2 separate regions of the Mus musculus genome follow, and region 2 is linked to region 1. A link is a contact called in public ChIA-PET data. All regions are on one chromosome and are shown on one strand. Each heading gives the region's core, a stretch centred on a gene start, on an enhancer-like site or on the middle of the called end of the contact. The rest is flanking DNA. Distances are from core to core; before and after follow the strand shown. Region 1 holds the start of Rab22a (RAB22A, member RAS oncogene family). Region 2 overlaps Vapb (vesicle-associated membrane protein, associated protein B and C).

Region 1 (5,924 bases), core at 2,038-4,537:
TCTTCCAGCTTAAGCACAGGACTAGGCTGTGATGCTGCTGGATGACAGCAGGGCAGAAGGGCAGCCGAATGGTGGGAAAGAGAAAGTGATGAAAAGCTGGGAACTCAGCATTCCAGAGAGGACGGGGTCACTGGGCCGTCACTCATAAGGGAGGAAGCCTTTAGAGGCAGAAACAAGGAAGCAAAGATAGAGGAGGAGGGGACTTTGTAGTCTTTCCTATAAAATATGAGTCTGACACAGTGAGAGCCTGACTGAACCAAGGCAAGGAAGGTTCTCTTAGTTTTTCTCTCTATTCGTCTGATAGTGAAGGAGGCGGTGTCTTAGCACTTGTGGGTTCTGAGGTTCTGAAAGGCTGTGCGTGAAGTGTGTCATTCACTGACTCATCAGTGCTTCTCCGCTCTGCTCGCCACCTTGCAGTGCAGTGCAGGTGCCGACAAGCCCTGAGGAGCAGGAGGTGATACTTGGAAGCACACGGACACACCCAATTCTTCTGCAAGGGTACTGTCTTCACTGCAGACATAGTGGTGGATCTCATCTCCATGCCTCCACATGCATACGAGACCCTGAGATTTTAACACACTCTCAAGCAGCAGTCTTGTGAAGTCTCTCCCACAGTTGTAAAGTGTTTCCCTTTGTGGCACAAAGCCATATCTCATCCTGATGATGAACCACATACAACTTTTCTTTACAGATAGAAAACCCGTTGACTGTCAGGAAGTGTCTAGTCATTACCTAGTTGTACAAACTTAACATAGTAGTAGATCCTACAAAGCTCATGCTCTCAAAGAGAAAAATTAGGGCTAATCCCATGCTCTCCCTGTGACAGTTAAGTAGTTAAAAAGATTTTTGTTCAGTCTGTAAGAAGCTGGGGAGATGGCTTAGCAGGTAAACCACAGCGCTCTTCTGGAGGGTCCATCTGGTTCCTAGCACCCACAGCAGGCAGTTCATAACCACGTCCAGCGGACCCCGCGCTTCTGGCTTTCAAGGGTGGGCACTCACATTCACACTCACAGACTTCCACTCAGACACACGCGCACCTAATCAAAAATAATGAAGTCTTCGAGAACTCTCTAGTCAACTTCAACAGTCCAAAAAACCCCCAACCAACCAAACCAACCAAACAAACAAAAAACAAAAAAACACCAGATACCCAAAAAACAAAAAAGCCCCCCAAACAAAGCCTAATCAACCAAACAACCCCAAACCAGACCATTTTTAAGTTAATTCATTAATTTAAAGCTGTCACCAGTTCAAAAGGGTTTGAATTCAATTCTACTTCTTTTCAAGGACCAAAACTGGGTATGCCCCCCCAAAGACCTGCATCGGAACGTGTTTTCATCTGCTCTCTTTCAAGGTGTAACTGGGTCTGTAAACTCCTATGTCAACTGATTCTTTTTCATTGTTGAAGTTCTTATTCCCAAAGTCTGAAGATATTCTCCTAGGATACAGTAAACCTCACTGTATTCTCTCAAATCATTTTGGGAATGTCAAGACCCAGCAATTCAAAATTTCATCAAGTTCAGGACAACAGGAGTTACACCCGGTCACACGTTCCTGCTTGCGATGACTTTCCACGAACTCTGGGATAGACGTATACAGTAAATAAACTTGTTCTCTTACCCTATGGTTGGATTGATATTCGGATCAAAACTGTCTTCCACAAACCGCCACACGATGCTCGATTTACCCACACCCGTATCCTGAAAGAGAGTAAGATGGGGCACTGAGGAAAAACTAACCTATTTGTAGACACCCAAGACTACTTTGTAGCCTAAAGTGGAGGACTGCAGAAAAAGCATTTCCATCTGCAGATGGAGAGACACAACAGGCTTCTGTAATAAGTCAGTGAAGTAACTATATTACGGGGCCAGAGCGCATGCTTTTCATTCCAGTACCTGGGAGACAGAAGCAGGCAGATTTCTTAGCCTAAGAACTGAGCACAGTGCCAGTCATGGCCAACTAGTGAGAAACCATCTTGAAAGTACTGGGGAAGGATTCTGCAGTTCTTAAGTGACACTAGGACCTCCGGAAAGACCTACGACGGCCTAGTGCTACAGGACTGCGATCTTAGCAAATCTGGGAGGCAGAGGCAGGAGGGTTCCAAGTTCAAGGCCTGCTGAGGCTGAGATTTCAAGGCTATCCTGGGCAACTTCTGGAGATCCTGCTAAAAAAATAGAAGCAAGCAAACTGGGGACACACAACTCAGTGGCGGGACTTGCCTAGGATGTACAAGGTTTAGGTTTAGTCTCTAAGACTGAACTCCTGCTCCCTCCCAAAGTAAAAAGGCCTCTTCAATGCCTGTCCTGTGTGAAAGGTGACTGGACTCACTGGCCTTTTAACATATACCAGTAAAACTATGCGCTCCCAAGTTGCGGAGTAATCGGGATGAACCCTAGCCCCACCCTGCTAAGGGGCAAAAACCATGTAGTTATTGGAATTTTTTTTTTTTCAGTCATTAAAACAGAAACTCAGGAAGGAGATCATTAGAAGGCTCTGAAAAGGCCAAACTACTGTGAGAGGACCGGAAGCTGAACCTTCAAAGTCCTGGTAACTCCTCCCTGTTCTAGTGAAGAGTGAACTTTAATGGAAAGTAACTCTTGCAGAAGTGTCAAAGACGTCCCAAAAGTTCAAAACCATCCCACATTGCTGAAAGGAGGCCAAGTGTGCGCATAAAACCCAAAGCCCTGCTGGGGAGGGTTAACTTTCAGAAACTTGTCTAACTTTAAAGGTGTCCCTCGCAAAGTTGGAAGGAAACTACCTGTGGGCTACTTCACTGTGGGATGGAAAGAGGGCGTCGCTCCGGGGCGCCGGGGGCCACCCTGACACCTGGGGGCCTTGGGTGGGGCACAGCCTGCTGGTCCCGCCGCCCTAAGGGGTCTGTGGGGGGCTGCGTCCCGCGCTGAGCGTAAAGGGGTGCAAGGGGCCCTGGAGTGCCGGGGCCCGCCCGCCCGGCCTCCGCGACCCTCCGGACCCCGCCCGCTGCAACTTACCCCGAGCAGGCACACTTTAAGTTCCCTCAGCGCCATGGCCCGGGAACCAGGGGTGCGGGCCCGCCGCCGCCCTAAGTTGAGGAGGGAGAGGCCCGGCCCAGCACCAGCATCCCCCGGCGCCGCCGCCTCACCGCCAAGTCCCGGCCGAGCACTCCGGGCGGCCGTGCGTCCGCCGCCGCCCTCCGGTCCGGCCGACCCCGTCACTTGTCCGGCGGAGTCACCTCAACAGCCGGGACACCGCCTTGGCCTCCCGGGCGCTACCGCCGCCGCCATCTTGGGACGCCAGCTGGGTCACCTGACCTCCCCGCCCACTTCGGCAGCCACCTTCTCCGCGAGGGCGGGGCGGCCGGCTCGCAGCTCACAGGCGGGTGGGCGGAGCACCAATGGGCGGAGCCTCAGCGTCGCCCCACCCTCCAGCTCCGCCTCAGCCCCATCTTCTCTAAGGAGTGGGCGGGGCGGGATGGGGCGTAATCTTGAAGCTACCACGCCTCTAGCTCCACCTTCCACCCGTCCCAAGATGGCGGCGGGTGAGTGAGGCCAGGCTGGTGGGCGGAGCGCGAGGGATGGGCGTGGCCTCTGGGCTCGCCCCCGCCTCCAGCCCCGCCCTCTGGCACATCCTAAGATGGCGGGTGAGTGGGGTCTAGGCTCAGGGGTCTCCGACGGCTCCCCTTCCCCTCCCCGAGAGCCCCCCTCACCCCACCTCCGCACGAGCCCGGGACTCGCCGCCCGCGCAGCCCCGTGTAGCTCCTTGTGTGTCTTTTGATTTTTTTTCAGAGATCCCTCTGTACTTTGTGGACTTGCAGGATGACTTAGAGGACTGTAAGTAACAGTTGGGGCGCCCCGCCCCTCCTTGGGTCCCTCCCAGAGGACTGTGGGGTGCACTTAGACGGGACAGGAGCCTCAGGTCGAGCCTATCTCGAGCCCGCTTCTTCTCAGGTGCCCTTCCCTCCTGGGCTAGGACTTGGGTCTGTTGGAAACTTTGTCTTCCTGTCACTTTCTCCTCTGGCTGCGCTAGGAGCTGTGAGAGGGAAAGCCAATCCCAACCTGGGAGGAACCTCCTTGGGTTCCTAGTTAGGGCTTGGGAGTGACGCCCTACTTGTGGGCCTGGCCAGCTCCATGTCTTCATGGAGCCCACTGCTTTCCATGTTTTGAGTGGGTCTCTTCCACTTGACCCTTCTCAGCCTCCACTTCTTCTCTGGAATTATTTTAAGAGACAGTAGCTGAGAGAGATGCCACCTTCGAAGTGCAAGTTCCAATTTGTGGCTAATGGACAAACGAAGCTTTGGCTTGTCTATCCAATATAGTTTTTCAGCGCCTACCTCTACTTGCTCGGGCCATTTGTTGGGCTTATGAATTTACAAAGATGAACTAGATCTCCCTCACAAGCCAGAGGGGAGCAGGAAAAAAAAAAAAAAAAAACCCAGGGAGGCTTGCTGGTGGTTGAGGTCAAATCACCTCAGATGACACAAATCACCACAGTCAACTGGGGCTTCCTGAGTCCCAGCCCTAGGAGTTACTTCTGTCCCCTTCCCTTCCCTACCTGAAACTCCCTGACAGGAGTTGATGTTGACTGAGAATGTTTGGTAGACCATTGCAGTGTTGAGCACATTTGATCCCTGAGTGTGTGTGTGTGTGAGTGTGTGTGTGTCAACTCTATTAGTGTAGCATGACACTTGGAGAGAAAAGAAAAGTGAGTGGTGAAGAGGCCTGGCCCTTGAGTCAGCCCTCAGGTGCAGTCCTGGATCACTCCAGTTGCAGTGGGATCTGGGGCAGGTCACCATACCGCTTAGAGCCTCATTGGTCGTTTCCTCTGCAAAACCACCAGAGTAGCATCCTACCTCCTAAGTCTTATGGATTCGAGGCCGGCCTGGTCTGCAGAGTGAGTTCCAGGCTGGGCCAGGGCTGCATAATGAGGGATTTTGTAAAGATTAAACCATCAAAGAAGGTGACATGAGTCCTTGTGCATAGTAAACACTCAGTAAATGTTGGCTGCTACCCTGGGAAGTGTGTGGGATTAGCCTGTCTTCTAGAGAAGGCTGAGAATTGGAGCGGTCAGTGTCTCTCATCTGGTGTGCCATGGATGTTAAAGAAGACAACAAGTTGGTTCCTTTTGACTCTGTTCTCTGTTTTACTGTGCACACTGCCTTACAAATGCTCTTCGCCCAGTAGCTGGGGCGGGCCTGCACTTGAGGTGGTATCTTATCTATCCTCTCCTTGGGCAGTTTGTCTAAGCCTTTGGGTTCTCAACCTTCCTAGTGCTGTGACTCTTTAGTACAGTTCCCCCTGTTGTGAAGGCCTCCATCCATAAAATGAGTTTTGTTGCTACTTCATAGCTGTGTTTCTGCTACTGTTGTGAATCGTCATGTGAATATCCGGTATGGAGGTTTTCTGACAAGCGACCTTGGGAAAGGGTCGTTTGACCCACAAAGGGGTTATGACCCACTCCACTCGCTGAGAGCTGCTGAAAAGGGCTTGCTGCTTCTTGGTGTAGGTCAGGTTCCTGTGGGCATGATGCAGGTTATCCTTTTTAAAACGACAAGTCCTGAATGGCCTAGGTAAAAATTAATATTGTTAGAGTTACATTACTGATAACAGTAATGGATCCTGAGGCTTGTCTGATTTACTTCAAGATTCTTGATTAAGTTTGGCTAATCTCGAGACGAAGGCATGATGAGGGGGGTGCCTTGCTTCCAAATCATTCAGGGTCTCCAGGCCAAAGCAGCACAGAAAAGATGGCATTTTCTGGGACTGGCTTGTTGAAGTGATCTGAATTCTCTTGAGAATGTCCATAGGGGACATCTCTTTCTCTAGTTTTCAAGTGGAGTTGCGCAGTGGGGGAGCAGGGCACTTCAGAGTCTGCCTGAGGGTTTCCAATGTTGGGGTTTGCTTGTAGTGTGGAGAGGCTGACTGTTGATAAGATCTGTTCATCCAGTT
Region 2 (5,924 bases), core at 1,439-3,938, 110 kb before region 1:
AGGATCATGAGAGGGCCAGCTCTGGGTGCTCATTGCTGGTCAGCAGGACACTTAAGTGGTCTCAGAGATCTGCCTACAAACTACAGGGCAGACAGGCTTAACACTGCCTGAGCCAACTCACCAAAACACACCAAGAGTGGGACAAGCCACCAGTAACACCACCTGAGTATGGGCCATTCTTACCCCCAAATTTGAATCTGAATTTAATGAGGAAATAATCAAAGCCCTCCAAGCCCACAGAACCGGACCCTAAAGCCCCCAAGGGGCTGTGGGTTTTTTAAAAACCACAGACCACTCTGGAGTACTCAGAGAGCACTGGATGGGTGAGCCCTTTCAGCTACTGATAGCTCCAGTTCACTGTACTGACTGCATATTGTACTACATAGTAAACAGTGTCCGTGTTCTACAGGGCTCAGGGATAGTCAGCAGCCGTCCTCTGTAGGCAGCTAGCACAAGAAAGCCTATGACAGCTAAGGCAGCAAATGTTCACACACAGGATATCGAGGCAGGAACAATAGGGCACTGCTCTTGGTTGCCTGCATGGTGTCAGCTTAAGAGTAACACAGGCTCTCCAAACAGCAGGGCCTGGTGTGGGAGAATCAACAGCCACCTGCGTCCAACTCAGTTTTACTCAGTGGGGTGTGTCCACAGCGCCCTCCAAAATGTGCTGCCCGAACACTTAAAAATAGTTATTCAAGAACAACCCACCGAGAAATAAAAGTCCCTTTATCAGCCTTCAGCGCCCAGCCCTAATTACGTGGGTGACATGTCAGACGTGGGCACACTCTCCTCAAAATCCTGTGGGCTGCATTTTTATGCCCAATTCACAGGTGGCCTAAACCTCAAGAAGTATCAACAAAGTCCGTTCAAAACAGGCATAGCACGGGTAAAGGCAGGCCTCAGCTTCAGACGAGGACAGCCAAGCCCCCACCTTTCCAGCTACACCACAGAGGAAGCCAGGCCAAAGTCACGGCCTGTCAACGGTCCACCGTCTGTGCCTGTCATGTGTCCCTTCAGCACATAGACTAACACAACACAAATCTGGAAACGAAAGGTCAGAGAAATGCCCTGGGTCGGTCTTATGACAAGGTCTCGCTCCAACTCAAAACTTGTCTCAACCTTCTCTTTCTGCCCCAAGGTAGGCACCAATGCGAACAGCGGGCTCAAAGCAAAGCCTGTGCGGTGGGGGAGAAGGCCCCCACATAGAGCTCGGAGACAGAACAACTGCTGATAGGCCATCTCTGGGCTGGCCAGATATTGAGGATCAGTGCCGCATGTGCTGGCCCCAGGTCCTGTCTCCTGGAGTAGGTAAGAGCCACCTTTGGGGAGAATTGCCGTTCTAATGCCCCTTCTTCTGGAAAAATCAATACCATAAAATCCTGCTTATTTATAAAAAACGAAGGCATCTTAATTTTACCAAAATTAGGGACACTGTTAAACATGTACTTACATGAGGAAGGAGGGATAAAAATGAAGGCAATTAAAGAACAAAGAAGCAGGGCCTGTTCAGAGACAGAGCAGATGCTTAGTGTGAACAAGACCCAAGCTCCGTCCTCAGTAAAGAGGGAAGAACAAAGCTGACCAGAGCTACTTCCGCTCCGCAGAGGAAAGCAACAGCGGGCAGTATCACTGGGGGGGAGGGGAGGGGCATTTAATGTTAGGCAAACCCTTCCGGGCATGAGGGCTGGAGACAGGCCAGAAGCATCCACTCAGGATAGAGCACGCCGCTGTGGTGCAGGAGAGGGAGGAGAAGGTCCACAAGAGCAGAGAATTGAAGCAAGTTCAGTTCATCGAGTCAGAAAAGAACAGCCATGTAAAATGTTAAAGCTATTCATCAAAGTTGGGAAAGTGGTACAGGGGCCTGAGTGTACACCTCCCTAACAGCACCCGCCATGGCTGCCCTAGCGGGCTGGAGAGAAGAAGAAGTGTTCGTACTTACTACTGCCTCCATATCAGAAGTGTCAGGCGGAGCAAACATAGACTGAACCATAAACTTGTGTTTACTTTTCTCATTGGGATCATAATCGAAAGGCTGTAACATCACTGAGAAAGAAAATATTTCATTAGGAGGGTCACAATGTGGTTATCGGAGTCGTTTGTCACGCTAGGTCTTACACTGTGGAGGAAAACAGCTCCCCAGCTCTCCCATCTGGACCCTGAGGAAGGCCGTGGCCAGCAGAGATGTACAACTTCCCCAACCCCCATCTTTCAGGTCAGCAGTTAAGGCCAGAAAAACTGGGGCCTGTCCCAGCCTCACAGCAGGTGCCAGCTGAGCTGTAGGTGGGTCTGGAACTTGGGTGCCTGATTTCTGATACAAAGATTGTGCGCTCACACAGAGCCACCCTCACCTATCTCACAGCTCTCGCTGAAGACATAAAATGGGAGAAACACCAAAGTCCTATTTTTCTCAAGGAAACATTGCCAAATGATCTTTTCGAGAAAGAAAACAGAATAACTCAAATCATTTCAGGATGGTTTTCACTTCTCTCCACCCCATTTCCCACGCAGCTCATCAAGGTAAGGCTTGAAATATGATTTTGCCAATAGAATTCTGGAGACGGCATAAAAGCTGGATTTGCCACAGCAGGAAAAGCAATTCCAACTCCTGCCCTACCCCCACCCAGAACCCAGAGGGAGCTCACCCAAGGCACCCCGCTGTACTGAGGGAGTCTTGTATTCTGATTCACTTCCTCGGACCTGTTTCCCCATGACTCAGCCAGGCCCAGTTATAGGAGGGCTGCTATACTCTCTCTGCTGCACAGCTTTAATAAGCTTTGCCCCTAGTGGCCTTCCCTGAAACCTAAGTTCACAATCAGGGGGCACCTCAGAGTCAGTGTGGGCCTTGCATCTCCAACCAGAACCTAGGCTCCTGCTCTTCAGACTGCCATTACCCCACTCCATCCGAAGAAGCAGGCGCTGCTGTGGGAGGAGGGCATTATTCTGCTGTCTATTTTTCTGATTAAAACAACAACAACAGCAAAATAAAAAACAGAAAAACCTGAAATAGAACCCAGTTTCCTTAGTCCACAAATGCATGCACACGCGCGCACACACACAGGCACGCACACACGCACACACACACACAGGCACGCACACACGCACACACAGGCACGCACACACGCACACACACACACACAGGCACGCACACACGCACGCACACACACAGGCACGCACACACGCACACACACACACAGGCACGCACACACGCACACACACACACACAGGCACGCACACACGCACACACACACACACAGGCACGCACACACGCACGCACACACACAGGCACGCACACACGCACACACACACACACACACACAGGCACGCGCGCACACACACACACACACACACACAGGCACGCACACACGCGCACGCGCGCGCACACACACACACACAGGCACGCACACACGTACGCGTGCGCACACACACACACACACACACACGCACACACACACATAGGCACGCACACACACACAGAGGCACGCACACACACACACACACACACAGGCACGCGCGCGCACACACACACACACACACACACACAGGCACGCATGCACACACACACAGGCACGCACACACACACACACACACACACACAGGCACGCGCGCACACACACACACACACACACACACAGGCACGCACACACGCACACACACACAGGCACGCACACACGCACACACACACACACACAGGCACACGCACGCACGCACACACACACAGGCACGCACACACGCACACACACACACACACACACACAGGCACACGCACGCACGCACACACACACACACACACACACACACACACAAACCCAAAGGTCTGCCCCACAGCTCCTGCTACTGTGTATCAAAGGATATCAGGCCTGCCTTCTGCAGTCTGTCCCATGAGAAGTTTCTCCTTCCTAGATAGGAGGAGATAAAAGGCTAGGAGGGGTTCCTGCCTGGCTGAGTCCAGGCTTACATTCATTCCCACACTATGGGTCCGATTTGCCTGTAGTTGGTAGCCCACACCTTTAATCCCGCACTCTGGAGGCAGAGGCGGAGGCAGGTGGCTCTCAATTTGAGGCCAGCTTGGTCTACAAAGCACACGCAAAGCCTGGGTCAACCCTAGTATTGAAAAAAAAAAAAAGAAGCAAAACAAAGAAAATGCTTCTTGTCTGCCTCAGAGCTGTCTAAAGATGCTGTTAACTTCCTGTCTGGGAGACCCACCCACCACGACAGCGGTGCAGCGTACTGAATGAAGCAGACACGAGAAGCAGCCTATTAAGACGTCAGATTTGCAGAAGCTGTCAACAACGCCAGCCTTCCAATTTCTTTGAGAATAGCTACTTTCATAAAAAGTATTACTACTAACATGTAATTGACGGATTGTAATTTTTAAAGAAATTAGTCATTTAAAAAATTTTAATATAATAAATATCACTACAGCTCACAAAGACCTGCTACACTCTTTGGGGTCTTCAACTGTCCCTAACACAAAAAGTTTAGAGACTACACAGGAGCACAGCTGCCACATACACTGCCTTCCTGGCCCTCTCTAGAGGGAATCAACTGGACTAGTGCCTATGGGCCCTTTCTATAGGCAACCTAAAGAGAAAGGAACTATCTGCACCCATGCCTGAGCCACAGGGGCAGCTTTGAAGGCAGCACTGCATATGATCCCTGTGCTACTCTGAGTAAGCATATACCTCAAGACCTCAAAACCGCAGCTTTGCCTACAACCATCACCACCCCACTCCTGGCCTACAGCATCATGGTCGACAGCCTCACCACCTCACTCCTGGCCTACAGCATCATGGTCGACAGCCTCACCACCCCACTCCTGGCCTACAGCATCATGGTCGACAGCCTCACCACCCCACTCCTGGGCCTACAGCATCCTGGTCTACAGCCTCACTACCCCCATTCCTAGACTACAGCACCCTACTGCTCAGCCCCATAGTGGAGAGCCCAGAGAAACACTTGATGGCAGGGCACACAGGCAGGCCTAGTGGTGGCCAGTCACAATTCCTAAGTCAACATACATCAATGTTCAGGGCCCCAGTGAGGATAACCAGAGAACCTCAGCCCAGAATGGGAACCAGGGCCTCTGGAGTGCTCTTCTAAGAAGCTCTGGGTATAAGGTGGAGACTTGCCCCTCCCCCACTGCAGAAACAAGAAGAGAAGCAGCTGTCTGCCTCGCACTGGCTGTCCTTTCTGTAGATGACACTCTACAGACCCTTGGTACACCTAGGACCCACCCCCCGCCTCATGGAGCCCTTCACGTACACCACCGAGTTCCTGTTCCTCAGCTGCCACCAGCTCCTGTCAAATCCAGTCTCAGCAGAGATTTTATGAGAACATGGAGGAATAAATGTTGGTCAGCGCTAGCTCGCTGCAAATTGTGGCACAAATTATGTACTTTTTCCATGACAGGCTATAAAAGAGCTTCCCATTAACTTAATTTATTTCATTTAAATACCAGAGACACTGATGATAAAAACCCTAAGTGAACCGTCCCTCCTTTCAGAGCGCATCTGCTGACAGAACATTAAAAGAGGCCTGTTACCAGGAGACAACCTGGGCTCAGTCACCCCTCACCCACACTGGGATGAGGACACAGCCTGCTGCATTAGGCATGAAGGTAGGACCCTTGCAAAGAACCTTCAGGGTCATGAAGAAGTGGATCGATCACACCAGACTTCCCTCAAAAGAGAAAAACCGGGCCACTTAAAACACACACTGGCTTAGAAAATGACAATCTGGTTAAACGCAGCATAAAGGCTGCTTCCGGGGAGCCAGGCAGCCATGGCCGTTTTCATGTATACCACAGTGGAACAGGCAAGTAAGTAAGGAACATCTACAGAGCTCCACTGCACAGTCTCTGAATCTAGCCTGAAGATGTCTCCACATGCGACAAATCCACAACCATTTGACTCTCACTCACTCGC

Evidence for each region. ChIA-PET counts read pairs in DNA pulled down with a chosen protein or histone mark.
Region 2: an RNA polymerase II ChIA-PET map of memory CD8 T cells shows a contact between it and region 1, with 37 read pairs. The contact joins the enhancer-like site here to the promoter of Rab22a in region 1. A contact is called at or near these places in 3 of 484 Hi-C or Micro-C datasets (embryonic stem cells, nephron progenitors and uterus), 3 of 115 datasets of contacts at active chromatin or transcription factors (bone marrow-derived macrophages, embryonic midbrain and memory CD8 T cells) and 3 of 9 other capture datasets (adipose tissue, liver and pancreatic islet).

Annotation. Positions count from the first base shown.
Region 1 is chr2:173,657,208-173,663,131 of GRCm38.p6, reverse strand. Rab22a (RAB22A, member RAS oncogene family) reads right to left here and starts at 3,287. Exons shown (of 7, transcript NM_024436.3): 1 at 2,991-3,287; 2 at 1,621-1,700. The coding sequence starts at 3,026. It also overlaps the pseudogene Ppp4r1l-ps.
Region 2 is chr2:173,767,640-173,773,563 of GRCm38.p6, reverse strand. It overlaps Vapb (vesicle-associated membrane protein, associated protein B and C), which reads right to left. Exons shown (of 6, transcript NM_019806.5): 3 at 1,940-2,043. Among named protein-coding and RNA genes, the nearest start is that of Vapb, 33 kb to the right of the region's middle. Within about 2 kb of position 2,688, at least 80 of the 459 cell types and tissues checked have an H3K27ac peak or open chromatin away from gene starts, as enhancers often do. A contact at or near this core is called in bone marrow-derived macrophages, embryonic stem cells and memory CD8 T cells, where this site is marked.